Regions from separate parts of the Mus musculus genome. Here region 2 is linked to region 1. A link is a contact called in public Hi-C data. All regions are on one chromosome and are shown on one strand. The core of a region is the stretch at or near the end of the contact, and the rest is flanking DNA. Distances in the headings are between cores, read along the strand shown.

Region 1 (6,720 bases), core at 1,576-4,075:
CCAATGCAGTATATTGCCACCTGGATTTGATAGTAAGATCTGATTGCTAAAGACACCAAATACTTTGGTCACAGGACTTGGACAAAAGGTTGGTACTGATGTAGAAGCTGCTTCTGCTGACTACCTTCCATAAGACAAGAAGGCGCTGTGAAGGCTGCTGCAAGCAAAACGTTAACAATGCTCACTTAACCAGCAGTGAATCCTGTGACTACAGAAATGACTGGCCTGACAAGATATGTCCAATACTGGTATGAATGTTGTGAGGGTAACAATCCACTTTCTGATTGGATTTAAGGGTCTCTCTTTAGAAATAAACTCATGCCTAGTACTGTAAATCTATCCAAAAGCCTGTCTGTGGCTTAGGAACTCAGAGACCCTAAGGATGAACTTTCTACCATTATCATGATACATAGAAATAGTATGAATCATAGATGAATTCAGCACTCATTCCTTATCAAAGACACAGCTTATTGGAGATAGTGAATGGCGGTTAATACTCAGTCATAAATGGGACATTATATCATACAAATAACATCATGAAAAGGAAGCAGAAGACTGTAAGAAGAGAGTCTGTGGAGGACTGGTATGAAATAGTGCTGGATATTACAGGGCTATTGCACTCGTGAATTCACAGCAAGGTCTGTGCAAGACCCGCAAAGACCACACCAGTCAACAGTCCCTAATGGGTGGGAGAGGCACACAGCCTCCACCTATAGCTGTGGAGCTAGTGATGGTTGAGAGCTGCCACTGGTGGAGGAAAGGGAGTTTTCGTTAGGAATGTGGCTTCTGGTAGGTTGATCATGGTCCCACACCTATGCATGTATGGGTAGCACTAATTGGACTTAGTGAATTATGAAAGAGACAGGAAATAGAGAATGAGAGAAAGGAGAAGCATAAAGTTGGGAAAGAGACATGAAAGTATCAGGGGGAACTAAAGCAGGGAGTGGAAGTGGATATGACTAAAATATTTTGTATGAATGTATAAAATCCTCACATGATGAATTAAAAATAATAGGTTTTGTTAAATCTTACTAGTGATTTCTGGTCTGATGTCTGTAATAATATTATACAAAGATATGTTGGAGTGCATTTTCAGCGATGCACTTAAAATTAAAGATTACAAAAATAGAAATCCATGCTGTGAGGTAATAGCATGAACCAATTAGCACGTAAAATCTCTACAGGACTCATATTCTTTACAGCTCACAGTAACTCTTTGAGACAGATTAATCTTTTTATTAAAGGTGAGGATACTAAGACTATGAGAATTTAGAAAGTTTCTCAAGTAGTTAAAACTGGTTTGCATTCACTCTAAATCTGTTTTCTCCATTATTATTGGTATCTTGAAATAAAATGACTATATATAACTATCCAAAGCTATCAGTCAATAAGTGGACTAGTGAAAAGAACAAGAAGTTCACAGAAGAACCATAAATGACCAGCAAGTATTTTGAAAAGAGCTCAATATTCCTAGTTATCAGTGAAACTCAAATTCAAACTACTTTGCCATATTACCTCACCTGAATCAGAATGGCTATCATCATGAAATCCAACAACAAATGCTGCTGACGATATGGAGAAAGAAAATGCTTATCAAGTTAAAATGTGCTACAGACACACAGAGAAATTTGTCATAAAGAAAAATAATGAACTTTGCAGAAAAATAAATTTCTCTCAGAAAAATTTTCAGACTTTGAACGGCCACATTTTCCAAATTTTGAGAATGTTTAAGAGAAAATGCTTCAGAGTTGTATTTATTTGATTTTATAAAAATATATGTGTGAAATATTTCATGAATTTTTGTGTTATTTGATGCTATGATTCTCAAATAAAATGAATTTGATATAGGAGAATAGAAAATATTTTATACTAAGTGGATTAAAAACCAACTTTTAGATACTATACACATTTATAATTCTTAGTTTTCAAAGATTTTTGTTTTCTCTGCACATTTTAGCCAAAAATATTTTTTAAAATGAAAATTCAAGAATCTTTTACCTTGATGAAAACATAAAATTTAATTTCTTCTTGTATAATCATTTTCAATTTAATAGAAAAACTCTAGACTGCAACCTTTGAAAGTAATACCAAGTGTGAAATTCAGGTGAAGTAATCCCACTTCCTATGTCATGTGTAGGTATGGTATGGGCAGCCTGGTGCTTCAGTTCAGAGACAAGCTAAGAAGTCGCTAACACACCATCTTGAGGACTTCCTCTGCATGTTTTCTGTTAACATTCTATCTTAATAGCAATCAGGTAGGAGTTTCTTGTGCAGCAAACTCTTAACTCAATTTCTTCAAATGTGTTTTTCAAAGTACTTTAATGAGAACAGTCAAGGGACTATGAGCTATTGAGGACAGAAGGGTGTTTGAAGTCACACATGTTAAAATTCTATCAAAGACATAACTAATCAGACTTGTGTGACATGCACATGAAGAGGAACATGTTGTAATTACCTTATAATCTTAAAAACTTAAAAATAAATAAATAAATAAATAAATAAATAAATAAACGAATAAATATGGTTTGAATTGCAAAAGGGTATTCTGTGTCAGGTCAGAGGCAGCATTGTTAGTTCTAGCAAGTTCACACAAGTGGGAAGAAGGCAAACATGGAAAGGAAGAGAAGGACAAAGCTTGAAACAAAGAATCTTCCACCGGCACCTAACTAACTACAGTCCCCAATGCTGACTCTCTCACCCCACTGCTAGGCACAGCCTTGAACTCAGAAATGACTGTGACGAAAGGAAGATTAATACCTAGTCCTTCCGCTGTAAAAGACTGAGTGTTGAAATTTCTGCTCTGAAGCTAAAAATAAGAGTTCTTAGACTGAGTCAGCAGCATCCGGTGACTCAGCGGAAGTAGCTCTGCTCCTCCCACCGCAACAGAGCCAACACTACATTTTGTCCTCCTTCCTAAAGCCACCTTTAACCTACTGCTAACTATTCAGCTCTGCTTTCTGCTTAGTTCCTTGTCATTATCTTCTAACAATTTATACATAATCCCCACAACAGTAAGACATGTTACTGATTTACCGAGCTTTAATATTTGATTTTGTCTTTACAAACAGCTTCCATTGACATAGGCTTTTTTTTTTTATGTACTATAACCAGACTTTGCTTTGAACCTAAAAATGTCTATTTACCTGCCTGACTTCTTTTATATCTTCTATTCATTTTCAGCATTTGAATAATTTCTGATTCTATCAAGCAGAAAGTCCTATCTCCTGTGGGTTCACACAACACAAATATTTCTAGTGTAGGCAGTGCTGGGGCATGATTGAAGGTAGACAGCTGGAACTCATTTTTAGATCATTTAATAGTTTTAGAGAGCATTTCGTTTCATACACAAAAACCATAATATTGAACACATAGGGTGAAATAGAATGTAAGCTATAATGTAAATATTAATGCTTGTATTAAGGTTAGAATCAAATTAGAAAATCAATGATAAAGTTACATGAAAAAGAGGAAGACTATATTTAGAGCATGAAGATTGTATCTCAGGAGGCCATTGATTTAAGGGTATTTCTTTTTTAGATATAGTCAAAGTCCCAGAACAAGAGTTTGTAAGTTATATATACTCTCTGATTTTGTCAATGAATAAGAAGCCAAAGCACCACATCTACAGGATAGCCATACACTCATAAAGATTGGGTTGATTTGGTTACTTTGAACTTTGCTTCCCAACTCCGCTAAGCCAGCTTATTATTATTTCAAAACACCATTGAAAGATATAATCTCTGAGAAACAACTTTTCTAGCTGTAAAAATATTTTTGTTTAATGTTACCAGAACCTAGGTTTGCCTTGAGATTTATGACATTAACAGTTTTCTCTTCTGAAGAACTGTCATTAATTGTGACTAATACTGACTTGTAACTGTGTAAATAGTGTAATTTCAGTAACTTAGTTTTTACTAGACCAAGGTACTGTTCATGTATTTTTAACTAGACCAGGATAATAAATATGAACATTAATTTTTTGCTTAATAATTTTGCTCGGCAAAAGTTTTAAAACTGCTGTTGGCTTTACAAGCTGCAGGTAAATTAACAGGACATAACCACATTTTAAGTCATATATTCAACAGTAGAAAGAAGAGGAAGAGAATTTCAACTCTAAGACAAGGGACTTAATGAGCATGAGTTTACCCAAACAACCCAGAGAATAACAGATTCACTGCAAACTTCAATGGTAGAGAACTTAGATATTGTCCTTTCCCAATGATGCCCATTTTTACCATACCTTTTTCCTCTGAACTTTACCACCATTGCTACAGTCCACTCTGCTTTTCTTTCTCCTTCATCTCAGTTAACATGAAACCCTCTGTCATCTACGGTGTCAAAATCCAAAATGACCATTAAGAATAGAGGTTGAGTTAAGAAAACGCACTCCAGAAAATGCACACTGTTATAAATATTTCATTCTGTATTCTCAACAGTTTCATGTTCTTTAAATGGAGAAATAAACTAACCAAAATTCCCTAACTGGAGTTTTCCAGGTAGTTTAAAAAAAAGAAAAAAAGAAAAAAATACTTTATTCATACAATTTTAAAGTAAAATACTGGTTACCAGAGTAGTGGATAGAGAAGTCTATGGAAAAGGTGATAAGTTAGCATGAAATTCCAGTCAGAGAATCAGAGAGGAGCAAAAAGTTATGTGTGAGTAAGAGGACGGTAGCCAATAATGATACTCTGTATATCAAGAAGCTGGAAAGAAACTATTGTAAACACTTTCATTATAAAGAGATGTAGAAAAATATAAATATGTAGAGGCCATGTATATTTAATCTAACAAACAATAAAAACCTGTGCATTTAAATATCCCATGAAGGGAAAGGCTTTCCTTAGTTTCCTTGGAGGGACCAACTGAAGAGCCAGCCTCCCTCCATCTTAGGCTTAAAAGACATTTTATACTAAAGACAAACTAGGTTCATTCCTGTTTTTGATTAAATCTGTTTCTCAAGGATTTGGCTATGCCCCACTTGCAACCTTGACTACAAATGGTTGTGTATTGTCTGTTCCAGAAATGGCAATCAAGTCTTTATTTCAAAAAGTTGCTTATAACCATCTTGCAATCCTACCTTTGTTTCAAAAGGTTATATGACCACCTATGATTACCTTGTTATGACTACCTGTTGTTATAACTACTTTGTTATAAGCCTACCTTGCAATCTCTTTGTTTCAGGAAGGACTAACTGGTTGTGCTAATGTTCTGCTCTTATTTTGCCCACGTACCCCTGAGCTATAAAAGCCATGTGTTCTTCATGTCCAATGCTGATCTCTCAAATCCTACCTTAGGGGAAGACAGCCAGTGTACATGAATTTAAAAAGCTTTAATTAATTTCTTGCTTTAATTAATTTGGCCATGATGATTTGGGTCAGTGGTCTTTCTCCCATCTTTGGGATTAATACAACCATCTTAGCAATGGCTGAAGCATAAAAGGATAAAACAGTGCTGTATTATTGCTTTCTTTCATTGGTACCTGCTAGAAAATGAAACATACCTTCTGGTACGTCTGGGCCAGCACCCTGAGCAGACCTTGGACGCAAACTCTGTAGCCAGCCCCACAATACCCGGAGGCAGCTCCACTCCCAGGCGCTCTAACAAGCCCAGGATCAGAGGATCCCAGGATCCCAGGAGTTTGGTCATAACAGGATCTCAAGGTCCCAAAGGCAACTTGACTCCCAGGAGCTTGGACACACCCAGTATCTCAGGATTGCAGGATCCCAGAATCACAGGATCACAGAGATACCTGGACTAGAAAGAGTTCTGACACAACCAGGATCACAGGAAGGACAGGCTCCAGTCAGACATAGCCAGGGTAGATAGCATAAGAGATAACCAGGCAAGCGTAAAAACATAAGCAACAGAAACCAAGGTTACTTGGCATCATCAGAACCCAATTCTCTCATCATAGCAAGTCCTGGATACCCGAACACACCAGAAAAGCAAGATTCAGATCTAAAATCACTTGTCATGTTGATGATAGAAGACATTAAAAAGGACATAAATAACTCCTTTAAAGAAATACAGGAGAACATGGGTAAACAGCTAGAAGCCCTTAAAGAGGAAACACAAAATTCCCTTAAAGAGTTACAGGAAAACACAATCAAACAGGCAAAGGAAAGGAACAAAACCATCCAGGGTCTAAAAATGAAACTAGAAACAATAAAGAAATCACAAAGGGAGACAACCCTGGAGTTAGAAAACCTAGGAAAGAGATCAGGAGTCATAGATACAAGCATCACCAACAGAATACAAGAGATAGAAGAGGGAATCTCAGGTGCAGACGATTCCATAGAAAACATTGACATAACAGTGAAAGAAATCGAAAAAAGCAAAAAGCTCCTAACCCAAAACATCCAGGAAATCCAGGACACAATGAGAAGACCAAACTTAAGGATAATAGGTATAGAAGAGAGTGAAGATTCCCAACTTAAAGGGCTAGTAAATACCTTCAACAAAATTATAGAAGAAAACTTCCCTAACCTAAAGAAAGAGATGCCCATGAACATAAAAGAAGCCTCCAGAACTCCAAACAGACTGGACCAGAAAAGAAATTCCTCCTGTCACATAATAATCAAAACACCAAATGCACTAAACAAAGAATTTTAAAAGAAGTAAGGGGAAAAGGTCAAATAACAGACTCTCAATCACCATAAACGGAGAAAACAAGATATTCCATGACAAAACCAATTTACACAATATCTTTCCACAAATCCA
Region 2 (6,720 bases), core at 1,365-3,864, 210 kb before region 1:
TTTGAGTTAATATTGTATACTTACACTTATAACTCCCAGAGCAAAAAATTTAATTGACTTCATTGTAGTTTTTAAAATTTATTTTATGTAAATATATGACTGTTCTGTGGGTACATGTGCATGTGGGTAAATTATTGTGCACTTGTCATGGAGCCAGCAGAGAATTCATTGCTCTAGGGAGTAGTTTATAAAACACCATCTCATTGCTTCCCCTGACTACAGACATTTATCTTGTGAATCCTCATTAATTTTCTTTTATTCTACTTCTGATTTGGGATCAAATCAGAGCTGAGAAATTCCCAATTCCAATAGCTCTTACATTTCTAGATCCATTATACAAATGTAGGCTTAGCAGTTTTGCTCTGTAGTCTTTGTCTTATGCTACTGAAGGATTTGCCCTAGAGAATCATTTCAAGCTTTCAGTGAGAGCATTATATTCAGCCACTTGTAATAAACTTTAAAAAAAAGTCTGTATTATTTACATTGAATTCATCCAACAAGTATAACATGGGACTACCACATATGAGTGTCAGACTTCAAGATGTATTTAATACTAGTGTTCTTGGTTAATATTAGCACATTTACTTTAAAATCTGTTCAAAATTCAAAGCAAATAAATGGAATCCAATAGTCAATATGTTTATAACAAATAAAAGCATAAATTTAAAGCATCAAGTAAAACAAAAAAATGGTAAAACTGTAGTAATTGGCATACAAAGTAAGAGAAATGGAACTATTGGGCCCAGAAAACACAGGTAACCTGGATTTCAGTTCTGGGTAAGCTGGTCTATGCTGTCCCAGAGCAGAGTTGGACTACCGTTCTGCCAAAGTTACCTTAGTACTATTCTCTGACCAACACTGGCTCAGCTGCCATTCACATGGTGAACAATGAAGCTTCTACGTGCTGTAGAAGATAATTTACACAGAGACTCACAGTTGGGCAATGTAGAGAGAGTGAGAGGCTCTGGAACTCGGCTCTAAATGGGATGTCTTTAGACATCCAAAGCCCCTTAAAGTTTAGGGATCTACATGGAAGAAAGAAGATTTTAAGAGCCAGCGGTGGTGGATGGCTACAAGGAAACAACATCATCTCGATACATAGGAGTGATGCACAAATGAGGTCACAGAGACAATCCTGACAACATACACATGACATCACAGGTCCAAACCAGACCAAATCCCAACACTGAGAAGTAGAATCCCACCTCTAACAAAGAAGCTGCAATTGAATGCAGTCACAATTGATACGTTCTACAAAAGTGAAAAATCAATTTAGTTGGCCAGTGTAAACTAGACCGCATTTCTTGTGTGCTTTTTGTGTTGTCTTTCCTTGTTGGCCTCTGTCTGTATGTGTGAGTCTCATATTTTGATTTTTATATATTTTTTAAAAACAGAGAGAGAGAGAGAGAGAGAGAGAGAGAGAGAGAACGTGAAATTATCTGAGTTTGGAGATGAGAGGATCTGGGAAGAGTTGAGAGAAGGTAAGTATGATCAAAATATATTATGTGAAACATTTAAATAATAAAAATACATTTATAAAAAAATCAAACAAGTGAGCAAGCAAAATCTCTGTATTTGGTAATCATTTGAAATCTCTAGGGCCTGTGATGCAGAAATAGATGGAGCTAGGCAGAGTCCCTTGGCTCCCTAGGCAACCTGTCTGGTGTGATTAGCAAGCTGCAGGCCAGTGACAGATCCTGCCTCAAAGGACAAGAAGTATTGTGCCTGAGGATAAATGACCCCTGAGATTTGTGCTCATACACAAACATATGCATGCACCCCTCAAAAACCCAAGTTAATGGGTAATCAAATTGTGGTACATGCAGGCAAAGGAATATTTCTCAGCAATAGCAAAAGCCACTAAAATATGGATGAACCCTGTCATTTGCTGAGTGAAAGAAGCCAGTATGAAAAGGATACAAACTGTATGAAGTTAATGATGTGAACCTCAGGAAAAGGCAAAACTACAGAACAGAAAGATCTACCTACAGCAATTAGGTGGGAGGGGAGGAGGATAATATGGAATATTTGGAACATGTAGGACAATGAAACTAGTTTTTAAGTTACTATAATGGTGACTATGGAACTTCCCACAGTTTTCAAAAATACATAAAGTTATACAATAGTGGATCCTAATAAAATTAATTAATTTCAGTTAATGTGATGTTCTGGTTTATTAATGTTAAGAAATATGACTTTCTGTTAAAGATCAGAGTCCTTGTAAACAGGGGAGCAAGGCAGTTCGTGGGAACTCTGACTCACTTAACTTCCTGTAAGTCAAAACTAATTATAGCTCGTTAACTAAAATATTAATTAATGTGGTAATAACAGTTGGAACTAGGTTCACTGAAACCTTCTCGATAAGCACTGTACTGGCTGGTTTTGTGTGTCAGCTTGACACAAGCTAGAGTCATCAGAGAGGAAGGATCGTCAGTTGAAGAAATGCCTCCATGAGATCCAGCTGTAAGGCATTTTCTCAATTAGTGGTCAATGTGGGAGGGACTAGCCCATTGTGGATGCTGCCGTCCCTGGGCTGGTGTTCCTTAGTTCCATAAGAAGGCTAGCTGAGCAAGCCGGGAGAAGCAAGCAAGTAAGCAGCACCCTCTATGGCCCCTGTATCAGCTCTGGCTTCCTGTTCCAGCTCTGCTTGAGTTCCTGTTCTGACTTCCTCCATTGATGGATTGTGATCTGGAAGTGTAAGCCAAATAAACCCTTTCCTCCCCAACTTCTTTTTTGGTCATGGTGTTTTGTTGCAACAATAGAAATTATATTAAAAGACTTATCAACATGAATTATTGTATAAAAATTGTTTTTTAAACAGCAGAGCAAAAGGTAATTTGTGACTCACTTAACAAAATATAATCTACTGTATCAAAATGAACTTTATTAGAAAATAACACTAATGTGTACAAGACAAATTATCCTAAAGGCCCGTGAATGACTATTTTTTACTTATTTTACAGTATTATTCAAAGTTATGATTCGAGACTGAGAATTAGCTCTGCCATGTTCTTGGTACATGGGATAGTTTGCCAGCACACAGCAGTAATTGAATATCTAAGGTTTGTCACCGTTGTTTTGTCTCCAATCCACACCATTGAGAAATTCCAGTAATTTTCTTTTTTTTTTTTATAGTTCTGGGGTGATGGGGAGTGACAGGGACAGGTGAGAGGAAACAGTTCTCAAGCAATTACAAATGTTTGCCTCTTCAATTTAATGGATAAGCTGTCCAGTGCTAAGATTTATTGTATGGCTTCTCCCCAGAGCACGGGGAGGGTGGGAGGGAGGGTCATTCATTGCCATTCCATCACGTGTTGAAGTGCAGCTGTGTTTCAGCAAATCCTGATGATTACACAGGGAGAAAACTCCCAGCAGTTGTTCAGACGTACATGGTTTTCACACATATCAGGTCTTCAGTGTTTACTAAAGTTGAAAATGTCAAAGTCAGACCACTTTCTACCTTAAACAATAGTAAAACTTTAATAGTGGGGGAAATTAAAAATGATTCTATTTTTCTAATCTTCAGACATTTTATCTTACTTTTACAAGTTCACTGATTAGATCTTTTAATTTTTGTTTCATATCTGAAAGGAAAAAATTAGTCAAAATGTTCACTAATTATTTCTTTCCTCAGAGGTAATAAACAATAAAGCAGTAATGATTAAATCCAGAATATATTGGTTTTCTATTTCTTTGAAGAGAAGAACTGAATTAAGGTAAATCAAAAAGCCTACCATGGACCCACTTTTAAGTGAAATGCATTAATTAGTTCCAACAGGAAAGCATGAATTACACACTTTGAAAAGTAATATAAAGTATATGCAATTGCATTTTGGAATTATAACTCATTTTTAATGTCAGTTTTTTATCAAAGTATTTAGTGGGAACAATGGCTATTTCAAGCCTAGGTGGCAGATGTGTATACTACCACAGGTCTTTGGGGATCCTGGTGTATGAATCAGGAGGGGTTAGGTCATCTTGGGAACAGAGCTGGGTGTGTGTGCTTCCTGTGAGAGTGTGTGGTCTTGGGCTTACTTGTTCTAGTGAGTTCATTAATATAAGAGTTTCACAGCAACACCATCAGAATAAAGGTCCCGCAGAGAGTTCCACATTCTAGTCTTTGTAAAATCGCATCAAGGGAAAATTAACGTTGTAGGTGACATTAGTTTGCTAATTTAGTATCCTTGATACAAAGAGATTCTCATTCCATCATAGTTTGTAAAAGTATGTTTCCTTTAATACCAAAAAAAGAAGCAGAGTCAACCTAAAAATGACACAATGTGAGAAAAACTCAAATGGCCACTGGTCTCAGTTCAAATAATGTGAGCAGCTTCTAGCACTTGGGAAGGCATGGTAAAATTTCCCCTAGGGAACATCAGGAGGTATTCAGCAATACTGATTTCTCAATTTCAGCCAATGAGACTCAGTTCAAACTTCTGACCCCTTGAGCTGTAAAGTACTAAATTTATGTGGTTCTAACCCACTAATGTGGCAATCTGTTACAGAAGCAACAGGAAACTGATTGCATTTTCTCTATCCCTATAATAAACACCTATTTTAGAAAACCTTTATTCTGGGTACAAGGCACCTAGAATGACAATCTTTGTGGCCTGAAGAGATCTCTCAGTGGGTACAGGGATTAGTACTCAAGAATGAGAATTTGAGTTAGGAATTCTGGCATCCATTTAAAAGCTAGGCATGGCTACATTTTCCTCCTACCCCATGCTGGGTTGGGATAGAGACAAAATGATTCCAAGGATTTACTGGACAACCATTCTAGTACAAACAATGGGCTCCATGTTTAGTGAAAAAAATTCTTGCTCAAAACTTAAAGTAGAGAACAATACAGGAAGAATCCTGATATCGACCCCTGACCTGCACACTCATGCACATACTTACCCCTGACCCCCCACCCCCAGTCTACTTGACTGTTCTACACTGCTTTTGGCTTAAACTTAATGATGCATGTTTTACAATATGATCACCAGCCTAAGATGTGTTACAGGTCACAGACATGAATCAGCTGTATTGGTTTCTTTCTAAGTGTACCATGATAAATTACCACGACTTGGCAGCTTAAAATAGCAGAAGTTTTGTCTTTTATAGTTCTGAAGATCAGGAATCCAAAATGAATGTGTTGGTAGGATTGCATTCCCTTTGCAAGCTCTTAAAGGAAATCCTTCCTCACTAGGGAGTTCTGAATGGTCTTGGCTTGAGGCTGCAAATTCCAGTGTCTGTTTTCACATGGACTTCTGTGCATGCTGTTCCCTTCTCATGTCATACAAGTCGCTTGTCATTGGGTTTGATGCCCATGATAACGCATGGAATCCCAGTTTGGGATTCTTCTGAATAAAATCCAAGTAGGCTTTTCCTTCGCAGGACCACCATTCAATTTACTGCACTGCTTTATGGGCTTCAAATCTACACTGTTTAATTTTATAGAAACTAAGAAAGTCCATTGTCATTAATATAGCCTTCAACTTTCATAAACTCTTGGCTTGCACAAACGATAAAAGAGAAGAATAACTCATTTAGTGACAATTTGGAGTAGTGAGTTTCACAGTCTATCAAAGGAATTGTAAAATCGTAAAAGCCAGTAGCATACCACTTTCAGATACACATACTACACAAAAAAGCAATTTTACCCTAGCCATGTGACTAAGAGGAACACTCAGAAGCAGTGAACACAGATAAGAACACCCTCGTGTCCAGCAACACTGATAAGAACAGCTGCTAAAATGAGCAAGTCTATATGTACTGGACACATTAATGAATAGCCTGAGCACCACATGGAGCTAAAGACATATACATGTTCAATAACTACATGTAGACACTTGACACACAGCCACAACTGAACAGGAAAAATGCAAGAGAAATAGTGGGCTTTCTGAGTACGGAGTTGTACCTAGGTAACTTCTGTAATGCTGCTAATGTCTTAGAGAGTTGGACAGAGTAACAGGTGCTTCTTTTATATGTATTTTTACATGTAATAATACACATGAAGCACAAACATAGAATACTTGTGACTGTACATATATATATATATAATGTAAACACATAGTCTATAATTATTTATGGACATTTATGTATGTATTTTAATTAAATCTGAATCCTACAATTATAATAACTATGACTCAAATAAATTGAAAGGGAGACAGAACTCTCTACTTATACAGTCCTTGAATATAACAGGGGAGAAAAGGCAAGCCATTACAGAAGGGTGAGGGAAGTTCTTTTCCAGACTGTAGTGTCAGTGGGAGGGGAATCATGCTTTGATTTCCTTTAGTATTCTATCAACCCATCTCTGATACTTGAAGAATCAAGATGAAAAGTGATGGGATGGAGTTGTAGTGCTGTGTGCTATGAGCACAGCAGGGTTGGTGTGGTGCTGCACAGAAGTGGGATTTACAGGAAGAAACAATATCTAGGGCTTCTGCTTTCCTCTTATCTGCAGATTCCCACCAGTTCAGTAGCCTAGAACAAGCTGGGAAAAATACTGCTGAGATAAAGAAAAAAAAATGCACAAATTAACTGTTGTTTTTTGAGACAGGGTTTCTCTGTGTTACAGAGCTCTGTTCTGGAACTTGATTTGTAGACCGGGCTGGCCTTGAACTAACAGAGATCCTCCTGTCTCCGCTTCCTGAGTGCTGGGAGTAAAGGTGTGCCCAGCTGCAGCTGTTAGATTTAAGAGAATCAAAAAGAAACCAGGACTTCCGCTAT

The links. A called contact is a pair of places that touch in the nucleus more often than the background predicts.
Region 2: a contact with region 1 is called in a Hi-C map of bone marrow-derived macrophages, with 1.8 times the contacts expected there. The contact joins two enhancer-like sites. A contact is called at or near these places in 10 of 484 Hi-C or Micro-C datasets (the G1E-ER4 cell line, bone marrow-derived macrophages, liver and 2 more) and 1 of 115 datasets of contacts at active chromatin or transcription factors (bone marrow-derived dendritic cells).

What each region holds. Positions count from the first base shown.
Region 1 is chr2:84,055,561-84,062,280 of GRCm38.p6, reverse strand. No RefSeq gene overlaps it. Among named protein-coding and RNA genes, the nearest start is that of Zswim2, 120 kb to the right of the region's middle. Within about 2 kb of position 2,825, at least 114 of the 459 cell types and tissues checked have an H3K27ac peak or open chromatin away from gene starts, as enhancers often do. A contact at or near this core is called in bone marrow-derived macrophages, where this site is marked.
Region 2 is chr2:84,262,900-84,269,619 of GRCm38.p6, reverse strand. No RefSeq gene overlaps it. Among named protein-coding and RNA genes, the nearest start is that of Calcrl, 160 kb to the left of the region's middle. Within about 2 kb of position 2,614, at least 16 of the 459 cell types and tissues checked have an H3K27ac peak or open chromatin away from gene starts, as enhancers often do. A contact at or near this core is called in bone marrow-derived macrophages, where this site is marked.